Linked DNA regions of Mus musculus: region 1 is linked to region 2. The links are chromatin contacts, called in public Hi-C maps. All regions are on one chromosome and are shown on one strand. The core of a region is the stretch at or near the end of the contact, and the rest is flanking DNA. Distances in the headings are between cores, read along the strand shown.

The links. Hi-C and Micro-C count contacts between places; a contact is called where the count stands out from the background.
Region 1: a Hi-C map of cerebral cortex shows a contact between it and region 2, with 2.0 times the contacts expected there. The contact joins two enhancer-like sites. A contact is called at or near these places in 1 of 484 Hi-C or Micro-C datasets (cerebral cortex), 1 of 115 datasets of contacts at active chromatin or transcription factors (double positive thymocytes) and 1 of 9 other capture datasets (embryonic stem cells).

What each region holds. Positions count from the first base shown.
Region 1 is chr2:102,270,816-102,276,235 of GRCm38.p6, forward strand. No RefSeq gene overlaps it. Among named protein-coding and RNA genes, the nearest start is that of Gm34268, 27 kb to the left of the region's middle. Within about 2 kb of position 2,661, at least 5 of the 459 cell types and tissues checked have an H3K27ac peak or open chromatin away from gene starts, as enhancers often do. A contact at or near this core is called in cerebral cortex, where this site is marked.
Region 2 is chr2:101,980,253-101,985,923 of GRCm38.p6, forward strand. The region is part of intron 4 of Ldlrad3 (low density lipoprotein receptor class A domain containing 3); the gene reads right to left. Among named protein-coding and RNA genes, the nearest start is that of Gm39888, 8.8 kb to the right of the region's middle. Within about 2 kb of position 3,464, at least 105 of the 459 cell types and tissues checked have an H3K27ac peak or open chromatin away from gene starts, as enhancers often do. A contact at or near this core is called in cerebral cortex, where this site is marked.

The DNA of each region.
Region 1 (5,420 bases), core at 1,411-3,910, 290 kb after region 2:
GACAGCCTGGCTGCTGACACTATGCCACGTTCCATGGGAACTTTGGAAATGATCAAGGTATGAACAGGCTGGGCCCTACCTGTTTTCCTGTCCCTGATCAAGCTCCCTGGGTTTTTTAAAAAAATCTTTGACTCTTATCCTTTCACCCATATGAACCATATCTTTCTCCCTCATCTGGGTGAGCTTGCGTATTTCAAGACATCTGTGGTGTGTGTGTGTGTGTGTGTGTGTGTGTGTGTGTGTGTGTGCTTCCTCACTAAGGGGGTACAGGTGCTGCTGCACACTGGGCTGGAGGGATGAAGCAGAGCCCAGAACAAGTGGGGTCTGGAGGATCTTAGGCCTGCTAGGAGTGAGTGCTGGGGTAGGGGCTTCTCTGAGGATTTTAGGGTTACCGTTCTCTTAGATGATACTCAATGGAAGAGCTCTCTTAGATGATCTTGAGTGAAACATCTGGTGCGAATATCTTTATTAGGGGTGGGCTTGTACACATTTTTTTCAGGGTATCCAAGGGCTAAATATGAACCTTGGAGAGTGGGCAGGAGTTTTCAGGATGAATGTAAAATTATTGGCTAGAGCTTAGTGAACGATGAATGCGTGGTGAATGCGTGAATGCGTTTGTATGGAGAGGCATTCCAGCAATCTCAGGTACTTGCTGGGCGGGTTCTTACTGGGAAAGAGGAAGTTGCCAAGAACTACTCAGCCTTCCCCAGGTAGAGGGTATGTGTGGGGTGGTCAGGCTCCCCAGACAAGGGGAAGCCCTGCTGGTAAAGGGAGTCCTCCATTTTGTGCCAAGCTCAGAGGAGCTATCTGGTCATGGGAGACTGTGACCTTCATTAGCAAGGTTTCCCTACAGATACCATGTTCAATTTAGGATTGTGTTTAGCATATCATCTAGAAGATCCTAAATTCACTCCTCGTCTGTGGTCTCTACCCAACAAAAATGAAAGCACTGGTACTTAAGAATTTATATCCTAAGTCATGTATTACAATGCCATCTGCAGTGTTAAGAGCTGACCTGCCTTAGTTAGGGTTTCGTGATAAACACCATGACTGAAAGCAACTCGGGGAAGAAAGATCTCTTTTGCTTGCACTTCACATCACAGTCCATTACTGAAGAAGGTGAGGGCTGGAACAGAAGCAGAGGCTGTGGAGGAATGCTGCTTGCTGGCTTGCTCCTAATGGCTTGCTCAGTCTGCTTTCTTATAGCTCCAAGGACCACCATTCAGAGGCGGGCACTGCCCACAGTGAGCTTGGCCCTCCTGTATCTGTCATTGAGTATCACAAGCTTGCCCACAGACCAATGAAGTGGGAGCATTTTTCTCAGTTGAGCTTCCAAAATGATTCTAGCTTGTATGAGGTTGACAGAAAACTACCATTCTTGTTTGTGTGGCACTTGGGATAAAACCCAGGGTCTTTTCCATTCTGGGCAACCAGTTTACCACTGAGTCCCATCTCTAGCCCAGTTTTTACTTCTTGTAAGAAAATTTTACTTATAATAATGTGTGTGTGAGTGTGTGTGCATGTGTGTGTGTAAGTCTATATGAGTGTGGGCGCACATGTACCACAGCAGATGTGTGGAGCTCACAGGGCAACTTGGAGACAGTTCTTTTCACTCTGGGTTACAGGGATTGAACTCACATCATCAGGTAACTGATAGACCATCTCATTGGCCTCAATTCCACTTCGAGGCTCTGCAACTGGAAACAGGAATATTTCTCAACAGGTCAACAGGTCCAGTAAACGCTGGTGCTTCCGGACCATGGGCATTGTGTTGCTTCCTCATGATGAGCAGAAGGATCTACTGTCTTGAAAAGGTGGCAAGACCCATATACTGCACTTCAAAAGCTGCTGTAGGAAGATGGACACTGTTCGCACGTGTGTGTGTGTGTGTGTGTGTGTGTGTGTGTGTGTGTATGTGTGTGTCTGCATTTATGTGTGTACTTATTTTAAAAAACAAAGAAACAAACATACTTACTTGAAGTCTGCAGACTTTTTAAAAATGTATTTATTTATTCATCCTTATTTATGTGCACACATGTATGTCTCATGTGTGCACATTCCCTTGGAGGCCAGAAATGGTATCAGATCGCCTGGAGTTGGAGTAATAGAGAATATGAGCTGCCTGATGTGGGTGCTGGGAATTGAACTCCAGCCCTCTGGAAATCCAAGTTATCACTTCAGCTGTTATGCTACCAATACTGTTCTTCTTATTATAGTAATATACATTAAAACAAATAATACTATAATAACACCATTATTATTTGAAGTAAGCAGTGACAGATATGTAGGGAGAGATGGTCTTGGACTGTTACTACTGAGGGTAGTGTGGCAGAAGAGAAAAATGAAAGAGGAGACAAAATTGCTACTTTCTGCAAAATGGAAACATTATTTATGGTAAAAATTAAAATGGAAATGTGGAAATTAGCATCCTAAGTTATAGCTATAATATTATAATGAATATGGAAAAGTTATACAGGAGTGTGGAAAAATTAAAATATTGATTTAATTACATGAGTAGAGCTTGGGCAATTTTTATCTAAGACTCTGTGGCTATTTCAATGTTGTTTTTCCTAGCAACTATTTCAACAGGAGCTCAGTATAGCTCCCGGCGCACAGATACTCAGTAGACGTCAGATGTTGCTGCAGATGCTTTATTTTGAGGCCAGCTTCCCAAGCAGCTTCATGTTCTTGGACTCCTTCCAGCCGCCATGGCTCCTCACCGCAGCCTCCATGGTTCCTCTCTCTATTGCTGCAAGGCTAGCCAACAGCCTTGTTTACAGAGGTGTCTAGTCCTGTGATGCTAAACTCACTGCCTCGAGCATGGCAGTACTGAGGTGTGGGGTCTATTCTGAATTATCCCGGTGACCCCTTGTAAGCACAGAGATCTCTGTGAGGGGGGAGGCAGGAGCCAAAGCTAGGTGGAGATGCCATGCTGATGGGAGAAGGCTGGAGCAACGTCCACGAGCTAAGGACGATGGGCAGCATCTGGGAGCTGGAGAAAGAAGGAATGGTCTCCCTTGAGCTGCAGGAAGATCCCTAACAATACCTGTATCAGCCGCTTTTCTCCTTGCTAAGGCAAAGAAGCAATTTAAGGAAGCAAGGGTTTATCCAGACTTACAGTTAGAGGAATACAGTATGCCATGGTGGAGAAGTCATGGTGGCAAAAGCTAAATAGGCTGGCTGGTCACATTACATCAGCAGTCAGGAAGCAGAGAGTAAAGAGGAAAGTGGGGGTAGGGGAACCTCAGTCACGTACTTCCCCCAGCAAGGCTCCACCTCCTAAAGTTCCCATAACCTTCTCAAACAGGGCCACCAACTGCAAGCTAACACAAGTACCTGAACCTGTAAGGGGACATTTCACACGGAAACCACACCTGACCTGCTGTGACTTGTTTTAGACAGGCTGTGAGACTGTAAGAGGCTCTGTTCTTTCAAACTACAAAATCTTAACAATCTTTTACATGACCCAGAGCAAACTGATACAGGAAGGCTGGTTAAAACGTGTCTTGGTATTCCAGTTGCCTGTATAACTCCATCTTTCATGATTAACGACACTAAGTACCACATTGCTTTCTGTCTGAATTCCTGTGTGACAGAATCCCAGTTTCTTCTCGGGCAGATGAATGCCCGGGGAAACCTGCAGACAAGGTGTATGCTCGAGAACACAACAGCACACACACATATTTACATATGTACAAATGACAGAAACAAGGATACGGGAGGAAATGAGGCAAAATATTAGCAGTCGTGGAAAGATTAACTTGTTTTTTTTTTGTTTTTTTTTTGTTTTTTTTTTTTGTTTTTTGTTTTTTTTTTGCCTCGGGCTTATAAGGATATCTCCAACAAGCAGTTATTACTCTGATACAAAAAAAAAAAAAAAAAACCCTTAATTTTAATTGGTTAGAGATGAGATCGTCTAAGTATTTATACCATTCTCTGGTACTGCAGAAGTAGTCATGGGGGCTCGAGAGGTGGTGGTGAAGTTTGTGAGTGGATAAGATTCGGAGTAGGGCCTGGAGAGATCTGAATTTGAGGACAATAGCAAGCAGAAGGCATGCCTGGTGAGGCCTGATGTAAGCTGAGAAAAAAATTATGCTTTGCCAGGTGTAATGGTTCAAATGAGAATGGCTCCTGTAGGCTCATATATTTGAATACTTGGTCCCCAGTTGGTGTGACTGCTTTGAAAGGATTAGGAGGTGTGGTCTTGTAGGAAGTACATCACTGGGGCCTGGCTTTAAGGTTTCAAAAGCTCCTGCCATTGCCAGTTCTCTCTCTCTGCCTTGTAGTTGTGTCTCAAGATGTAACATCTCAGCTGCTGCTCCAGTGCCTGCCTGCCTGCTGCCATGCTCCTGTCATGACAGCCATGGTCTCCAACTCTCTGCAACTATAAATCCCAAGTAAACACTTTCTTTTAGAAGTTGCCTTGGTTTGGGTGTTTTATCATAGCAATAGAAGAGTAACAAAGATAGTAGGTTAATAAATAAACCCAATTAACTTAAAGGAAGAATCCATAGAGAATAGAATGAGTATAAAGAAAATATCAAAATGTTACTATTGTGGCTAATTAGTGTTGGATACTGTGCTAGTATGCTCTGTACAGTATCTAATACTACATTACCATATTATGCCCCTAAATTCTTCCAAACACTTTCAGGAGCAATATTCTAGAATTGTCCTATATATGTAGATAAGGAATTAAAAAGAAAACAAAACAGATGTTGGGTAATTTTCCATAAGTAGTAGAATCTGGATTTGAATTTCCAAATCGTTCCAAAGACTGAGTTTCAGAAGTAGGTCAGAGAAGCAGGTGAATAAAGATGTTTAAAGTCTTGTTCTATCTGTGTATTTGCTATTGTGGTGTGACAAAGCAAATACCCACTTATCTCATTGTTCTTCAGGCCTGAAGTCCAGGTGGGCTCATCCAGTTTCTCCTGAAGTCTCAGTCTAGAATCTCGGCAGTGGCCAGACCAGGCTCTTCTCTAGAGACTGCAGGGGAAATCCATTTTCCAACTTTTATGTTGCCCCTCAAAGTCATCCCTTATGGTGGTAGGAATAAAAGTCTTGATCCTTTCTAGTCTTCTAAATTCTTCCCATGTTTCTAAATTCTAAATTCTTTTGGTATTCACTGAACAAGACTCCATTCCTTTCCCTTAACCTTGCCCCACTCTACACACAGTCTTCCTTTTGGTATAAACCATGTGATTGTGGTGGAGTCTCAGCCTTGTGGACCAATCCTGTATTCACAGTGGAGTAGGCTATACTCCTGGGTCATTCTTAGAATTATGACCTTCACCCCCAGGGAGACTTTTGATTTTTGTTTTGGTAAAAAAGAATGGTTAGAGTTTTGATAAGAGAACATACCTTATGGAATAGTGGGTTTGGAGAAACTACTGGGCATTCGTGTCTAGAGGGATGTGAGG
Region 2 (5,671 bases), core at 2,214-4,713:
TGGGCTCACTGGCTAGCTAGCCCAGCCTACTTGCTGACTTTCAGACCAGTGAGAGACCCTGTCTTAAAAAATAATGTGGATGGCTCATGAGGAATGTCATCCACGGTGGCCCTTTGCCATCCTTATGTGTGTGAATACGTGTGTACTCACATTCACATATGTACTCCACCCCACGAACTCTAGTCACCCAAGACTTGACCCCTAACACAGGCAGCCACTAGTCCAGTGTATCACACCTGCAATCTCTTCTGCTGTCCTTCAGTCTGGCTTTCAGACTCATTAGTCATCTCCTTGCTGCTTGACAATGTTCCCTTGCTATTCAGTTATTCTTCCCAGGCTCCGAGCCTTCGTAATGAAAAGCTCCTTGAACGTACGAAAGGGATTAGATGCTGTGACTTCAGGGCACAGCATCAGAGCATCAGTGGGAAAAACACAAATGGCCAATAACAAGGGATTAGTCAGACCCTGCACAGTGACAAACAGTGGCCAGTCTTCATGGGGTGCCTGAGTCCTCGGAAGTCGGGTTTCCAGGACTAATGTGAGACACAAATAACGATCGGACTCTTGTAGGAAAGTATGAAACAGCTCCCATTAGCTCATTCTAAGCCTTGCTGCCTCTGAGAACTTGGTAATGGTGGTGATGCTGCAATTGTACTTGATGTGGGCTTCCAGCATGTCAGAGCCATTCTTAATGCTTTATAAGGTGGATAAGATGCTTTATCCATCTTTCTCACTGCAGTAATCCTATTACAGAAATATCAAAGTACCTACTTCTCAGAGGGGTAAAACTGAGGCAAAGTGTGTGTGGATATTGCCCTACATATCCTGGAAGTGATAGGAGCACAGCTGAGTTTATGATAAACTCCAAACTCTATCACTTCAGTTTTCTGACTTCTCTATTAAGTGTGAGCACGCACTATCCATGTCTACCTTGGCCTCCACTTACTGCAGGTGAAATAATGCCCACCACACAAAGCTTGGTTAAGTAAATTAACTGCTTCCTGATCAAATCCATGGCTCCCTACAGCAATGATCGCACTGCCTTAGAGAGCTGAAGATATTCAAGCTGAGAGGTTTAAGTGTCCTTTGTTCTTCAGGCTTGAGGGTGTGGCTGAGTTTTGAGACAAAGGGGGTGATGCTCCATCCAAGGTTATGAGCTATACCAAGAGAACAGAGAACAGAGTGTCTGTCATCACCAAGACTCCAAACTTGTGAGGGAGAACAAGACACCTGGTGGTGACCCCAGGGGGAAAGCCGCACATGCAGGCACAGAGCTACAGGAGGGTATGTCACTGGAGGGCAACTGATAAAGGAGTCAGACTTTCCTGTCCACTACAGGGCAGGCTGGGCTGTGTGAGCTCTTGGCTTGTAGAAGAGCTTTGAGTGGTTCCCTTCCCTGGGTTACTAAGAAATAGAGGGTTTGCTCTACTAATCCATAGTTGACTTGCAGGGTAAGAAATCAATCTCAATCCTTTTTTTCTAAAAATTATTGAGTCTTGGGCCTATCTAATGCCACAGCCTGGCCTGACATACACGGACTGAAACAGAGGCAGCTCAACACTAAGAGGTTTCTAATGTCACGAGTAGCTGATGACACAGAGGGAAGCAAAGCGGGAGAGACACATTTAATCACCTAAAAGCCAGATGTGATGGTGGTGTGTGGAGTGATTTTTTTTAAGGCAAGCCAGGCCTCTATTTTTTATCACTTTACAGTATGGTGTTGTGTTTGCATATACAGCTATGCACCACATGTGAATGCCAAAAAAAAAAAAAAAAAAAAAAAGAGCAGCAGATGCCCTGGAACTGCAATATACGGAGTTGTGAGCTGCCAGGTAGGCACTAGGAACTGAACTCAGGTCCTCTAGGATGAGCAGCCGATGCTCTTAACCGCTGAGCCATCTCTCCAGCCTCATCTGTGAGTTATTTATACCAACTTCTGGTGTTATCTCTTGATGACAACATTTATAGTTTACAACTTCCCTTCCCTATAGGCCAATTACAACACTGAGCAAAAAAAAAATACTGTAATTCATGGGATCTCTCAGTATGGGAAGTTGCAGAGGTCGGGCTTGAATCCAAGTCCACCAGTGTTGCAGATCCTGAAGACCTTTGCCACAGCGCACAGGGGCTTTGCTGGCCAGGGAAACTGCAAGAGGCCTGAGCTGACTTTAGCGAGAAAAGCCATGGAGGTAGAAAGGCCTGAATAAGGTGGAAGTGTCATGGAAGCTTTTGAAGAAAGTGGGTCTTATTCCACGCCAGTTCTTAAGTGATACTTTAAAGAGGACTTTGGGGGAGGGGACTATGACAGTAAGCAGCAGGCAGAGGCAGCAGCGACTTACGTGGAAGAGAAAAGAAGGTTCCTGCTTGGACACAGTAGATAGAGAAAAGGCAAGAGGTAGTGGTACCGGGTCTTAAATAACAGGCTGTAGAATTTAGTCTTATAACCCCAGAGCGTTCCCCAGCAGGGATGGGCAGGGATAAAAGCAATATTTGGGAGTAAAACTCTCTGATGGCTGAATGTGACATGAGTTCTAGCAGAAAGAGAGTGGCCAGGCAAGAAGGAAGTGGACCCCAAAGGAGACACAGGGTATGGAGGTTTTAAAGCAAGGAAGTAACAATTTTCTGCCCAACCCAGTTGCCACTGGGCGCAGATGCTGGGATCAGAAACACATGCACATCAGCTCACAGGATGTTCACCACAACCCCAGGGATGCAGCCTCACCCCATTTTAAAGAAGAAAGAACAGAGGCTTGCTAAGTATCAAGTTGGGCCTATGAATGCAGTTTGGTCTGGTTGCACAGTCAATGCTCAGAGGCACCAGACAGAGATCGTAGTGGGAGCTCTGCAGTCTTGGTAGCTGGCCACAAGCCTGAGACCTCATCTAGGAAAGGGGGCGCTGCTAATCCACCACAGGGTGCCAGGCAGCTGGTTTAGGAAACACAGTCTGCATTTGCAGCTTGGAGAGGACTGTGTTGCCACCCACACCCCTGGATTGAATCCCAGCCGTCTGAGAGAGCAGGAGAAAAGAGAATCGATCCTATCTGGCTCCTCAGATAGGCACCATGTGGCTTTGCTTTGAAGACCTGGGTTACATTATAGCTTAGCCCACAAAGGGCCCTTGTGATGCCTGCATGTGACCCGGACCCATTGGGATGGCACCTCTGCCGCCTCCTCAGCTTTGTGGTTGACCAAAATGTTCAGAATAAGATTTTTCAATAAATGGCTCATTCTGCAGTTACTCTGCAGAGAAAAAAAAAGTCAGGTCACAGGCTTCTGAAATGTCACCCCTGCATCTGTCCTTCCACTGCTGCAGAGGCTCCAAAGCCGAGAGCTGGGTGCAGAGAGGTTCGGCGCGCCCAGACCATCTGTTGCATGGCTGAGAATACTTGAAAGAGCCGTTTCTCGCACAGCTCAGTGTGCGCGTGGCCTCAGCCTGTGGCCCTGGCTCTCACCAGCGCATTTTTGGGATTCTTTTTTTTTTTTTTTTTAAACAAGTCACATGTGTGCACAATTTAAAGAGACTAAGAGCTGTGTGGAGCTTGATGAAAGTTAACAACATTCTCTGACTCTCTCTAGAAGCAAACATTTCCCCCAATTTTAGTGAGATGGATCTTAGGCTGTCTCTAAGTACTTAGCTTATATTGCTTCTCTTTGATTCACCCTTGTTAGGAATTACCCACTGTCTCCCCACTGTGGAAGATGAGGATTTAGCTGACACTCATCACCATCCCTGCCCTCGGCATGCGCATGCTCCTTAAGTTCCTGGTTACATATACTCTTGATACCCATTGCTTTTGTTATCTCTGGCAAGGAGGCATTATGAGTGACTCATAGTCTAGTAGTATAGCTTCAAGACTTTACTTCTGGGAGAACATTTTTTTTTAGTATCCTATGTATCTCTCATGAATCCAGAGGCAACCTCGCCTCCAGCTTTGTCAGCCTCCTCTGCTGTGTACTTTAAGCCGTTACGTGTCAATCAAGTGAAATTCCCAGGAAAAGTTGTACCTACATTAGACACCGCAGGACTGACTGTTTACAATTTCAATGATCATGGAGATTTGGAATGTTCTAGGCACAAAGTCAAAGTATACTGGGTATGTTTAGCTCACCTAGAGAGCCATGTATTGCCTACCTCTGTGTGTGACTAAGATCCTTGTGACTATTGCATAAATCCATTTGGAATTTATGAACAGACCCCAGTCTTCCAAAAGCCCAAAGCTAAATTGCGATTAGCCCGGCTTGCTGTCTAACTGCCTCCTTGATGGTCCACCGGTGTATTTAAAGGATATCCAGAGAGCTGGAGAGACTACTCAGTGGGAAATGCACTGGCAGCTAGTCTAGAGCAGTGGCTTTTAACCTGTGTGGGTCGTGACCCCTCTGGAGTAGTAGAAGGACCCTTATGAAGAGGTAGCCTAAGACCAAGGGAAAACACAGATAATTACATTTATGTTCCATAATAGTAGCAAAATTACACTAATAAATTAGCAACAACATAATTTTATGGTTGTGGGTCATCACAGCATAAGGAACCCTATTAAAGGGTCACAGCGTTTAGAAAGATTAGGAAGCACTGTTCTAGAGGACTATGGCTCAACTCCCAGCACCCACATGGTGGCTCAGGAATTCCATGACTCTAAAGATCTGATGCCCTCTTCTAGCCTTCAGAGGTACCATGTGCACGCACACATGTAAAATACCTAAATGTGTAAAAAAGTTGTTCTGAGTTACGATTACTGCCAAACTATAAAATCATCATGAAACTGATACCTTGTTGGAATGTGGTATTTGTAGCAGCCTGGATCTGTGTTTCTGGGCCATGGCTACTTATTATAATTGGCTCAAGAATCACTTATCTTTTATTCACTTTGTTGTGAGAACTGGTGTGTGTGTGTGTGTGTGTGTACATAAATATCCCATCAATTGCTTTACACAGGAACCTACCCCTAGCTCTGGACCTGGGATCCCACAGACCTGCTGCCCAGCATCCACCCTGGTTGTCCCTGTCCGCTCCACCTAGTTTTGAACCTCCAGATCCCCATGCCCAGTAGCTCTCGCTTCATTTACACCCGCAGTTTTAGTAGATCTTTGGAGGGCCTCTTTCTATCATTTCTGAGAAGCTCTTTATTGCATAGCATCTAAGACAGAAGTCTTTGCTTGGGGCCGATCTTATACCCAATGTTGTTAAAATGCATGGTGCCATTTGAGTTTTGTATCTTCTCCATACCTGTTTCTTACTTATGCTTTTGCTCTTTAATGTCCTCTCCAGACACTTTTGGGTTTCTGTCTTCCCGTCGGGGCTCTGAAGTTTCATGACGATGTGCTTAGCATGGTTTATGGCCATTCCCTTTCTAGCTAAAAAGCACTGTTCTTTTAGTTTGCGGGAAATGGTTTTCAATTGCTTTCTAGAATTTCCTGTTATTTGGATGTAAATCTACTAACCAGGTCCTTGGTTTCTCTTATGTTTCTCTCTTATTTCCTATGCCTATGAGATCTTGTACTTTCTGGAACATAATTTCAAATTGGTCCCCAGAACTTTTACTATGCTAAAATCTCTCTGAGTTAAAAAGGAAGAGAGCATCGTGCTTTTATTGCAACTTTGCAGTTATCTCTTAGAGCTTCAGTTTCTGGTCTATGTCTTTCAAGATGTTATTCTCTCTCTCTCTCTCTCTCT